Linked DNA regions of Mus musculus: regions 1 and 2 are each linked to region 3. A link is a contact called in public promoter capture Hi-C data. All regions are on one chromosome and are shown on one strand. The core of a region is the stretch at or near the end of the contact, and the rest is flanking DNA. Distances in the headings are between cores, read along the strand shown.

Region 1 (2,923 bases), core at 44-2,543, 1.6 Mb before region 3:
TTTTTATTAACTTGTTTTAAAAGTAATTATTATCCAATTGGCAAAAATGTTGCCTTATTGTTATTTTGAAATGTTTGTGGTAGGATCCCTCACTTCTGTAGGCCACAGCCAACCACTATGGTGACTCCCTCGGCAGGTCAGCTGTGCTGAACAGATAAGAAGGAGTTGTGCAATCAAAGTGTGTATGAGTCTTGCTCTTGTAGCCCCGTTTTCACAAGTGGCCCCTTGCAGTTGTCTCTGTCATCATCTTGCTTTTTCTGAACTTGTGCAACGGGACATGCAGCCCTGGCCCCAAGAAAGGCACACAGGGAAGTGACCTACATTCCCCCAGAGATCTATGCCATACTCTGCCTCTGTCCTTGTCTTCAGCTGACCTGAGAAGGGAGTAGAGGGCAGTTTGAGGAGGGTAAAGGGATGCCCCAGAGGAAGGAATAACTTGCTTACAGTGGAAGAGGGAGATGAGATCTGAGCTGCCTAGCTCAGCCTTCTGCCATCTCATGATGTGGGTCGGGACAGAATGCTTGGTCCGTTTACAGATTCTTCTTTAGGGGCACCCATTTCTGGGAACTTTCCGTGACTGCCCATCTCTGTGCCCTGGGAAGGAGCTTGTCTCATTGTTCAGTCCTCATTTTAAAATAACAATAGTTAATCCCAGCACTTGGGAGACAGAGGCAGGCAGATTTCTGAGTTTGAGGCCAGCCTGGTCTACAGAGTGAGTTCCAGGACAGATGAAACTCCACTGCCTCTTCCTTACCCCCTGTCCTGGGGACCCTGGGGACACAGTGGAGGGAGGGCCTGCTACTGACAGGCCTCTGGGTTGTCATCTAGTCTCAGCCAGCCAACCAGTTCCATCTACACGAACGCCTATGGGTGGGTGAGTTCCTTGGAGCTCTGCCCAAAGCTGGGGCCCTGACAAGTCTTGTCTTCTAGGATGGTCTCCCAGGAATTCCCACAGGCTCCACCAGGGATGCTGAACCTTGTGACATGTGACCCGAAGTAGGCCTCTGTGTGTGTGTGTGTGTGTGTGTACGCCTGCTAGGGAGGGATGGGGCCCATTTGGGCAGGAACTAGGAGTACTTAGCACTTGCTCTCTCCCACATCATAATTGTTCTATCATGAGCCATACATTGCTTTCAAGGCCTTAGTCTTTCATTCTGTACAATGGTTGCTGCATAAATTCTGCATTCCAGTCTCTTTCTCAGTGGCTGGTATTTGGCTGAATTAAGCTAGGTGGTTGGATCAGTGCTGGCTTATAGTGATCTCCCATAAATGGGTGTTCCCTTGGCTCTGGTCCATGCTCATCAGTGGAGGCTGTGGTGGGTGAGTGGGTGGGGGCAGGCAGACTGGGCAAGCTCACATAGTGCTTCCCTTTTCGCTTGGCTCACAATCTTTCCCAGAGAGCTGGGTGGCCTCCTTCTGCCCACCCCACAGAAGAGGAACAAAAAAGGGCAGAATAAGTGGGGGCCCCCGGAAGCTGAAAGGGACTGAGGCAGGGGGCGGAGTCACCATAGGTGGTAATTATAATGGTTCCCATAGCCTGTGCCAAGCATTTTTGTTCATCCGTAACAGTGTGAGGTTGGCAGCATCCTTCCTGTATGACAGAAAATAACTTGAGACCAGAGAGGTTAAGTGAATTGGCTGAGGTCACCTGTCTTCAGAGCTCAGCAGGGGCTAGCACATATGGCTCTAGAATGGCTCTCACCTGCCTCCAGAGCTCAGGTACTGAAATGGAGTCAGTCACACAGGAGCTTCCATTTGTCTAGCTTTTACCATGGGGATGAAAGGACTTTAGGTTTTTCTGGCCTCTCCAACATCCCTGGATCCAGATGTTCTTGAGGAATGTAGGGTACAACATCCCTGGATCCAGATGTTCTTGAGGAATGTAGGGTACAACATCCCTGGATCCAGATGTTCTTGAGGAATGTAGGATACAACATCCCTGGATCCAGATGTTCTTGAGGAATGTAGGATACTCCTGTCTCCTTCCTACCAGTGCCCCAGGCTGCTGTTGCTTCTTGGAGGGATGGCTGGGCCCTATCAGTGCCCTTTGTGACTTCCAGGAGTTGGAGACTCTGGAGACAGAGATTAGCCTGGCCTCAAGCCTGAAATCCACCCCATTGCTTTCCTAATACTCTGCAGGTGTTTGGGCCTGGACCTGTGTCCTGGAACACTTGGTACAGGTGGCCTCAAGCTTTCATGTCTCCTTGGACCTGGAGGCCTATGATAAGAGCAACTGTCAACTGTCTCTTCCCCCTGAATAGGTGTGATGGGCAGTGTTCACACATGGTGCATGTGGGTGGTGGGGTGTGCCCAAGTCTGGTGCAACTGTCACGCCAACTTTCTTTAATACATACATGAAAACATATGGATGTATGCTTCAGAGACAGCCTCACTTTCAGCTCCTGCTAACTGATGAGAAGGGAGAAGTTTGCACAAGGTATTCTGTTCTTAGTAGACTCATGTGATATCTACCTCAACCACCCTCGGGAAAACATGTAGCTCACCCTGGAGCTTTTTACCCAGTGAGGTTGCTTGGCGGCCTGCCTGAAGTCTCAGACTTGGCTAAATAAGCAGAGCTGATAGATTGGCTGTTTGTTGTCTTGCTCATTAAGGCGTTTTCTTAGGACATTCCCAGTGGTGAGACAGAGGAGGGAAGAGGAGAGGAGAAGAAAGATCCAGTTCATACTGGGTCATTGGGTTCTGACCTACCTGGATAGGAACTCAGACAATGCTCTTAAAACTTGATTCCTGTGCTGGGGAGATGACTCAGTAGGCAAAGCGCTTGCCTTGCAAACTTGAGGACCCGAGTTCAGTCTCTGGCACTGGCGATGTGCATGTGTGAAAAGCCAGGCATAATGGTGTGCATTTATATTCTTAACCCTAAGGAGATAGGAACAGGGGGATGGATACCTGGGGCTTGCTA
Region 2 (2,823 bases), core at 233-2,732, 2.0 Mb before region 3:
GTATCTGTTGCTTACAGTGGAGAGACTACTAAAAATACCTACTAAACAGTTCATAAGTGACAGGAACTAGTGAGAATATTATCCAGTACTCAAGTTATATAAAATCCTAGTACAGAATTATAATGTATATACAAATGCAAACAAGCTGGTAGCCAAGTATTTATACACCTGCATCTATACCCACTTTTGTTTGGGGGATGGGGTGGGGGCGAAACTAAAATTTTAGGTTTCTGACTTGAAAGTTGGGTATGGTGGCATATGCATATAATTCCAGCACTCTGAAGGCTTCAGTCAGGAAAAGTATCCAAACTCAAGGCCAGGTTGGGTTACACAGTAAATTCAAGGCCAGTATTGGCTACAAGGTGAGACTTTGTCTCAAAAGAAAAACAAACACAAAATAAAAGATACTGCTGCCTTGGCAAAAGTTTAGCTTCTCCACCAAATGTGAACCAAGATAAAGCCGTTTAACCTCAGCACCCTGAGTAAACTTTTAAACTTAGTTTTGGGGCGGAGCCAGGAGAGGTGGTGACTACTATTTTCCAGAGGAGAGAGAGAAAACAGCCTGGTTAATCCAATTCAGTTGGCCAATAAAAACCAACCTCACAAATTCTAGCCACAATCCTAGAGAAGGTATCTTCTGTAACTGTCATCCTAAGCAACACTGGCTAATGAAGGAGACCAGACACCAAAATATTTCTCGCGCTTTTCTGATGCGAATGGAGACTGGCAAATTAAGCATTCTCTCTGATCACAACTGCTCCCACACACGCCAAGACCAAAACAAAACCGAGTCAGCTCTCTGAGGTCCTGGATCCCTCCAGTGGCCTAGCACTAGAAACCAGCCTTGGGGGGTGGGGGGGGGGGGTAAGTTCAGCAAAGGAAGTCCTAGCCTGTTAAGCCTTTCTCCTCAATTTCCCCAGCTCCTCCTCTCCGACGCGGAACGGAGGACTACGGAAAGGTACACATACACAGACTATTCTTTTGGGAACAATACGTCTCGGGGCCTCTACCGGACCCTAGCACCCAAGCCAGTTCGTGTCTCCTCCGGACTGGAACTCAGGCGCTGGCGTGAGAGGGTTAGGGCACCGGAGAACAACCACGGCGCCGCGCCGAGCAAGAGGGCGGAGGCTGAAACTCGCGCTTGGGCTCTGCCCCGAGGGCCCGAGGGAGCGGAGCGACAGCCTCGCTGTCTCCCAGGGGCCGCCGCAGGCCCGGGCGCACTGTTGGGGAAGGGGCGGGGGTTCGGAGCGCCGCGGACGGGGCGGGGAGGAGGCAGAGGAGAGGGAGGCGGGGCGGGCAGGCCCGGCCCAGCAGCTGGGCGGCGCAACTCACCTCTGCTCCCGGCCTGCGGAGCCAGAGTGGCCAGGATCCCTCGCAGTTCCGATGCGGAGATCCGCACACGCTCCAACCCCTCCGCCATCTTCGCGGCGGCTGCTACAGCTGCGGCGACTCGGCCACCGCCGCGCGCAGCCAGGAAACCACGACGGACGGGCGGCGCGCGCTCACCCACTCCCACCCTTTTCCCCGCCCCCCTCCTGCCTGCCCTCCCCAAACGACGGTGGCCGCACTGGGAGCAAAAGCATTCAGCACGTTCAACTAGGGCCTTGCCGGAGCGGGCGAATCGGCCGCGGAGACGGCGTGTGCGCGTGCGCAGAGGTGTAAAGCTAGGACGGTCCGCCGAGGCTCGGAGGTGGAGGCGCAGCGCTCTGGAGGCGAGGTGAGGCGCAGCCAGGTGTGACTCGCCCATGTCAGGTGGGCATTCGGGTCTAGGGATGCCAGTATTGCTGCGGTGACCACCGAGGACACTGCTTTTGATCTGGGGCTCGGATTGACGGAGACATCCTACAACCCGGCCTCCTCCGATCATTTTAGGCCGAAGTCTCCTTACCGTAGGCCTGGATTGTGGAGTTTAAATATCTTTTATTATTATCCCCATTACTGGTAAACGGAATCTCAGAGAGTGGAAGAAGTAAATTGCTCCGTGTATCGTTTGATTGTACCAGAGTACTAAAGTCTATGACAGTTCATCCCTAAGACTTGCTGGAGGTCGTTGTGTGGAGGTAAAAAAAGAAGGAAATTATTCGATCTGGGAATTACTGTTAGCATTGAGAATTTTTTAAAATTACTTTTTTAGTACTCAAGTCAATTCTCCCATCTTTACATCTTTAAATTTTTACTGATGCTGGTAAAAATAGCTCATTCTTATATTCACGGTACTTCAAAGGCTGTGGTGGGAGCATTGCAAGTTCAAGCCTGGGCAACATAGCACATTTGAGGCTAATCAAGGCAACATATTAGAAGACCTTGTCCCCCAAAAAGGAAGCAAAAAGTTAATTAGACTAGAAGATGGGTACTTTAAGCTCATTGACCATTAACTCCTATTAGAAACGGTGGGGTGGAGAAACTTCCTATCCAAAGACTGCCTTTCTCCAGTCTTTCCTTCTTCCCTGTCTCACACAGTCATTGACCCTTTAGACCTCAAAAAGTAATAACCAGTTATGCCTTGATCATAGTATAAAATATTTGATAGTACTCATACAGTTCCTGTTATGTGACAGATATTTCACCATCAAAAGAGAAAAATGCCGGGCGCACGCCTTTAATCCCGCACTGGGGGAGGAGGGGCCGGCAGAGGCAGGCGGATTTCTGAGTTCGAGGCCATCCTGGTCTACAAAGTGAGTTCCAGGACAGCCAGGGCTATACAGAAAAACCCTGTCTCGAAAAACCAAAAAAGAGAGAGAGAGAGAGAGAGAAAGACAATGACTGAGAAATAGTCAACAGCTCAAATGAATGGGTATAATTAATTAGAGTGGCCAGAACAAA
Region 3 (3,018 bases), core at 482-2,981:
AACCAATGAAGGCATGAGCCAGAAAAAAGAGTGAACTAGGCCAGAGCCCTCCAGGGACAAGCTCAGTGTGACCTGGGACAGAACTAAAGGCTGAGCCTCCAACATCATATGGGAACCAAGGACCACAGTAACATCAAGTAGGCTGCAGACCCCAGACCCGCCTTCCCCTCCCTCAGGGTTGAAACGGACCCTGCTACCCCTGTCTTTCTTCAGAAAAAGGGCACCCTTACTGCCAAGTCATTAATGGGGGATATTAAATAATATTTATCTCCTAGTTCCTCCCACAGCTCAACTAAATATAGCAACTAATTTTTTTTGAAAAAGGATTTCTGCTCCAGAAAGATAATATTTACATAAGAGGTGGTTTTCATAAACCAATACAAACCCAAAGCATCCCTTCTGACAGCTCTTCCTACTTCCCAGACTGCCTGGAGCAGAGGGACACCCAGGCCAGAGCATGGTTCCTCTGGTACCTGGCAACTCTCAAGGGTGAGGGGCTCTCCAAAAAGATAGAAGTTTGGAGTGGTTGGGCTCTCTCTCTCTCTCTCTCTCTCTCTCTCTCTCTCTCTCTCTCTCTCTCTCTCTCTCTCTCTCTTCCTCCCTCCCTCCCTCCCTCTCTCCCCCTCCCCCCTTTCCTTCAAGCTTACAGGTGCTGTGGCCCTGAGCCAGGAGTGACAGGAGGACATTGCAGGGAACCTCTGATGTCCACACTACACGCTCCTAACAATGTGTGGGGCTCATCTAGACGGGGTCTACTGGCACTGGCCAGGCAAGACTTTGGACAGGAAGGAGAATCCCATGCTCCTTGACAGAGGGGAGGAAGCCATGCCTCTAGTAAACTGAAAGAGTACGTGGGCTACCTCGGTCCCCAGAGATGGGGCAGGCACCATTCCAGATCACCAGCTGGGGAAAAGACTCCTCCAGACCTCCGACCTGCCCCTCCAAGAAGGTGGGTCTTTGCCTCAGCAGTTCAAACCCACATCAACTCCCGGCAGCCACATCCGCTTGGGGTTGCAGAAAGAGGAAGACCTGGGACTGGGGTTAAGAGCACCAAAGCTGACAGCTGACAGGCTGCACCGTCTTGGGCGCCTTAGTGAACCTTCCGGGGAGACATCGGAACCCCCTGATAGGTTGGGCCTCGGAGTCGCTGGCTAGAGGGCCTCAAGCGTCTGCACTTGCAGGGTGTCCGCAGATCGCACAGCAGGTGCGGGCATCCAGTAAGGCTCTGGGATAAAATGGGCTAAGGATTGCAGGGGTGCATCGAGATGGGGAGTGGAGAGCCAAATCCTGCCTCCTCTTCCCCCGAAGGAGACCGGGAGGCCCCACCAGGTGCCCCACGCGCATTTGCAGAGGCTTACTGAGCCCGGCTTCCTGCCGAGTCAGGAGGGGACAACCGGTCCCCACTGCAGGGCAGGAACCCACGCTCACCGTTGGGGCCGTAACGCTCCCGCGCGTCGGTCACCTGCTCCAGGCTCAAGCCGCCCTCGGCTGTCACCGAGAAGCGACGCAGCACGTCGGCAGCGGAGAGCAGGTGCGCCTCCTCCATGCTGCCTGCCCGGCCGTCCGCGACGTCCAGGTCGCTTCTCCTCAAGGCTACTGTGTGGAGTGCTGCGAGCTTGGGGCGGGGCGGGCCCCTCGGGAGGCCATGACCACGCTGGGACCTTCCCCGACGGCAGTGGCTATGGCAGCCCGGGCCCGCGCCAGGATGCTGTGCCCGGGGCTCCGTCCTCTGGGCGGGGCGGCGCGGGACCCGCCCTGCACCCACACCCCTTCCGGCCGCAATAGCAGCCGCCGCCCCGCCCCGCCGAGGGTGGCGGGGGACCGAGTATGCTACCCTCCTGTCCACATACTGAAGCTAGAGCCAGGGAGCCTCGAACTCGGTCTGCAAAGCTGGGGGACCTACTGCTTTCATGTCGCCGCCTCTCTGTGTCCTAGGAGCTCGAGGGTGTTTGTGGTTGTGTCCGGGGGTGTTGCAAATTGCAGTTGTCCGTTTAGTGGCACCCCACTTCCCAGCTCCACCTCTGCACAGAGTCTGGCGGGAAGCCGATGCAGTGCACTGGGGGTCTCTTGCGGAAGAAACAACCTGATGCTTTCTTTCCTCTAGTGCTGAATGTGTGCGCCTTACACGTTCCCAAAGGTCCTGCGACGAGTGTCATTCTTCATACACTCGCATCTCTAAGACCCCAAAAATGGCCCAGTGGGGAAGGAAGGTAAAAAGTACCAGGCTGTTACCTACCAGTCCAGCGTCCCCAACAGGTGAATGGTGCGGTGGGGATTCAGAGAGATCCCCGGGAACTCGAGCGAGGCAGAGGGGTTCCTTGCTTAGGGTGCCTGGCGGGGACTGACCCTGACCGAGGGAGGGACAGGGGAAACTCCCCTATATCAGCACTGTCAGGGAGTGCCAAAGGGTTGCAGGCCTGCGGAGGTGGAAGGCAGAGACCACTCACCTTCCAAAAGGGGGAGCCAAGAGAACAGCTGATCTCATCCCCACTCCTTGGCTCTTGGTTAAGTGCAGCCGCGGAATCACCAAGGCTGCCAGGGTAGTTCCTACCTTTTTGCACCTGGGTCCCAAAGCACCCGTGCACTCTGAAGCTTCCGGCCTGCCTGAGCATGGGCACCCCAGAGTCGAGTATTTTTATCCTGTTTCCACCCCTCTATGCTTTCCAAATATTGACTGGTGAGGACAGGGACAGATTGGGCCTTTTAGTGGCTTTGGAAAGGCTGTCCAGACTCTATGACATCAGCTGGGTCTCAGCTGCTGTAGGGATAAAGGAATGTTACTTTTATGGCCGTGTCTCCTTCCAGCTGACATTTTAGTTGTTTACTTGGGATTTTTCTAAGACGAGGTCTTGTTATGTAGTCCAGGCTTTCTTCAAAGTCTTGGCCATCCTCCTGCCTCAGCTTCCAGAGTGCTAGGATTACAAGTTATGCTACCATACTCTGACATTTTAAGCTTCAACTCCAACATCTCCAGGTATCTTCCTCCTTCCCTTTCCCTCTGACCAGGACAGGACACAG

The links. Promoter capture Hi-C pulls out the DNA fragments that hold promoters and counts their contacts.
Region 1: a promoter capture Hi-C map of the HPC-7 cell line shows a contact between it and region 3. The contact joins the enhancer-like site here to the promoter of Atp2a3 in region 3. A contact is called at or near these places in 10 of 39 promoter capture datasets (the 3T3-L1 cell line, the C10 cell line, the HPC-7 cell line and 5 more) and 1 of 9 other capture datasets (embryonic stem cells).
Region 2: a contact with region 3 is called in a promoter capture Hi-C map of pre-B cells, with 3 times the contacts expected there. The contact joins the promoter of Smg6 here to the promoter of Atp2a3 in region 3. A contact is called at or near these places in 2 of 39 promoter capture datasets (cranial neural crest and pre-B cells) and 1 of 115 datasets of contacts at active chromatin or transcription factors (large pre-B cells).

What each region holds. Positions count from the first base shown.
Region 1 is chr11:74,574,526-74,577,448 of GRCm38.p6, reverse strand. The region is part of intron 1 of Rap1gap2 (RAP1 GTPase activating protein 2); the gene reads left to right. Among named protein-coding and RNA genes, the nearest start is that of Rap1gap2, 14 kb to the left of the region's middle. Within about 2 kb of position 1,293, at least 62 of the 459 cell types and tissues checked have an H3K27ac peak or open chromatin away from gene starts, as enhancers often do. A contact at or near this core is called in the HPC-7 cell line and hippocampal neurons, where this site is marked.
Region 2 is chr11:74,924,513-74,927,335 of GRCm38.p6, reverse strand. Smg6 (Smg-6 homolog, nonsense mediated mRNA decay factor (C. elegans)) reads right to left here and starts at 1,482. Exons shown (of 19, transcript NM_001002764.2): 1 at 1,333-1,482. The coding sequence starts at 1,420. Srr (serine racemase) reads left to right here and starts at 1,388. Exons shown (of 9, transcript NM_013761.5): 1 at 1,388-1,717.
Region 3 is chr11:72,959,882-72,962,899 of GRCm38.p6, reverse strand. Atp2a3 (ATPase, Ca++ transporting, ubiquitous) reads right to left here and starts at 1,731. Exons shown (of 22, transcript NM_016745.3): 1 at 1,429-1,731. The coding sequence starts at 1,546.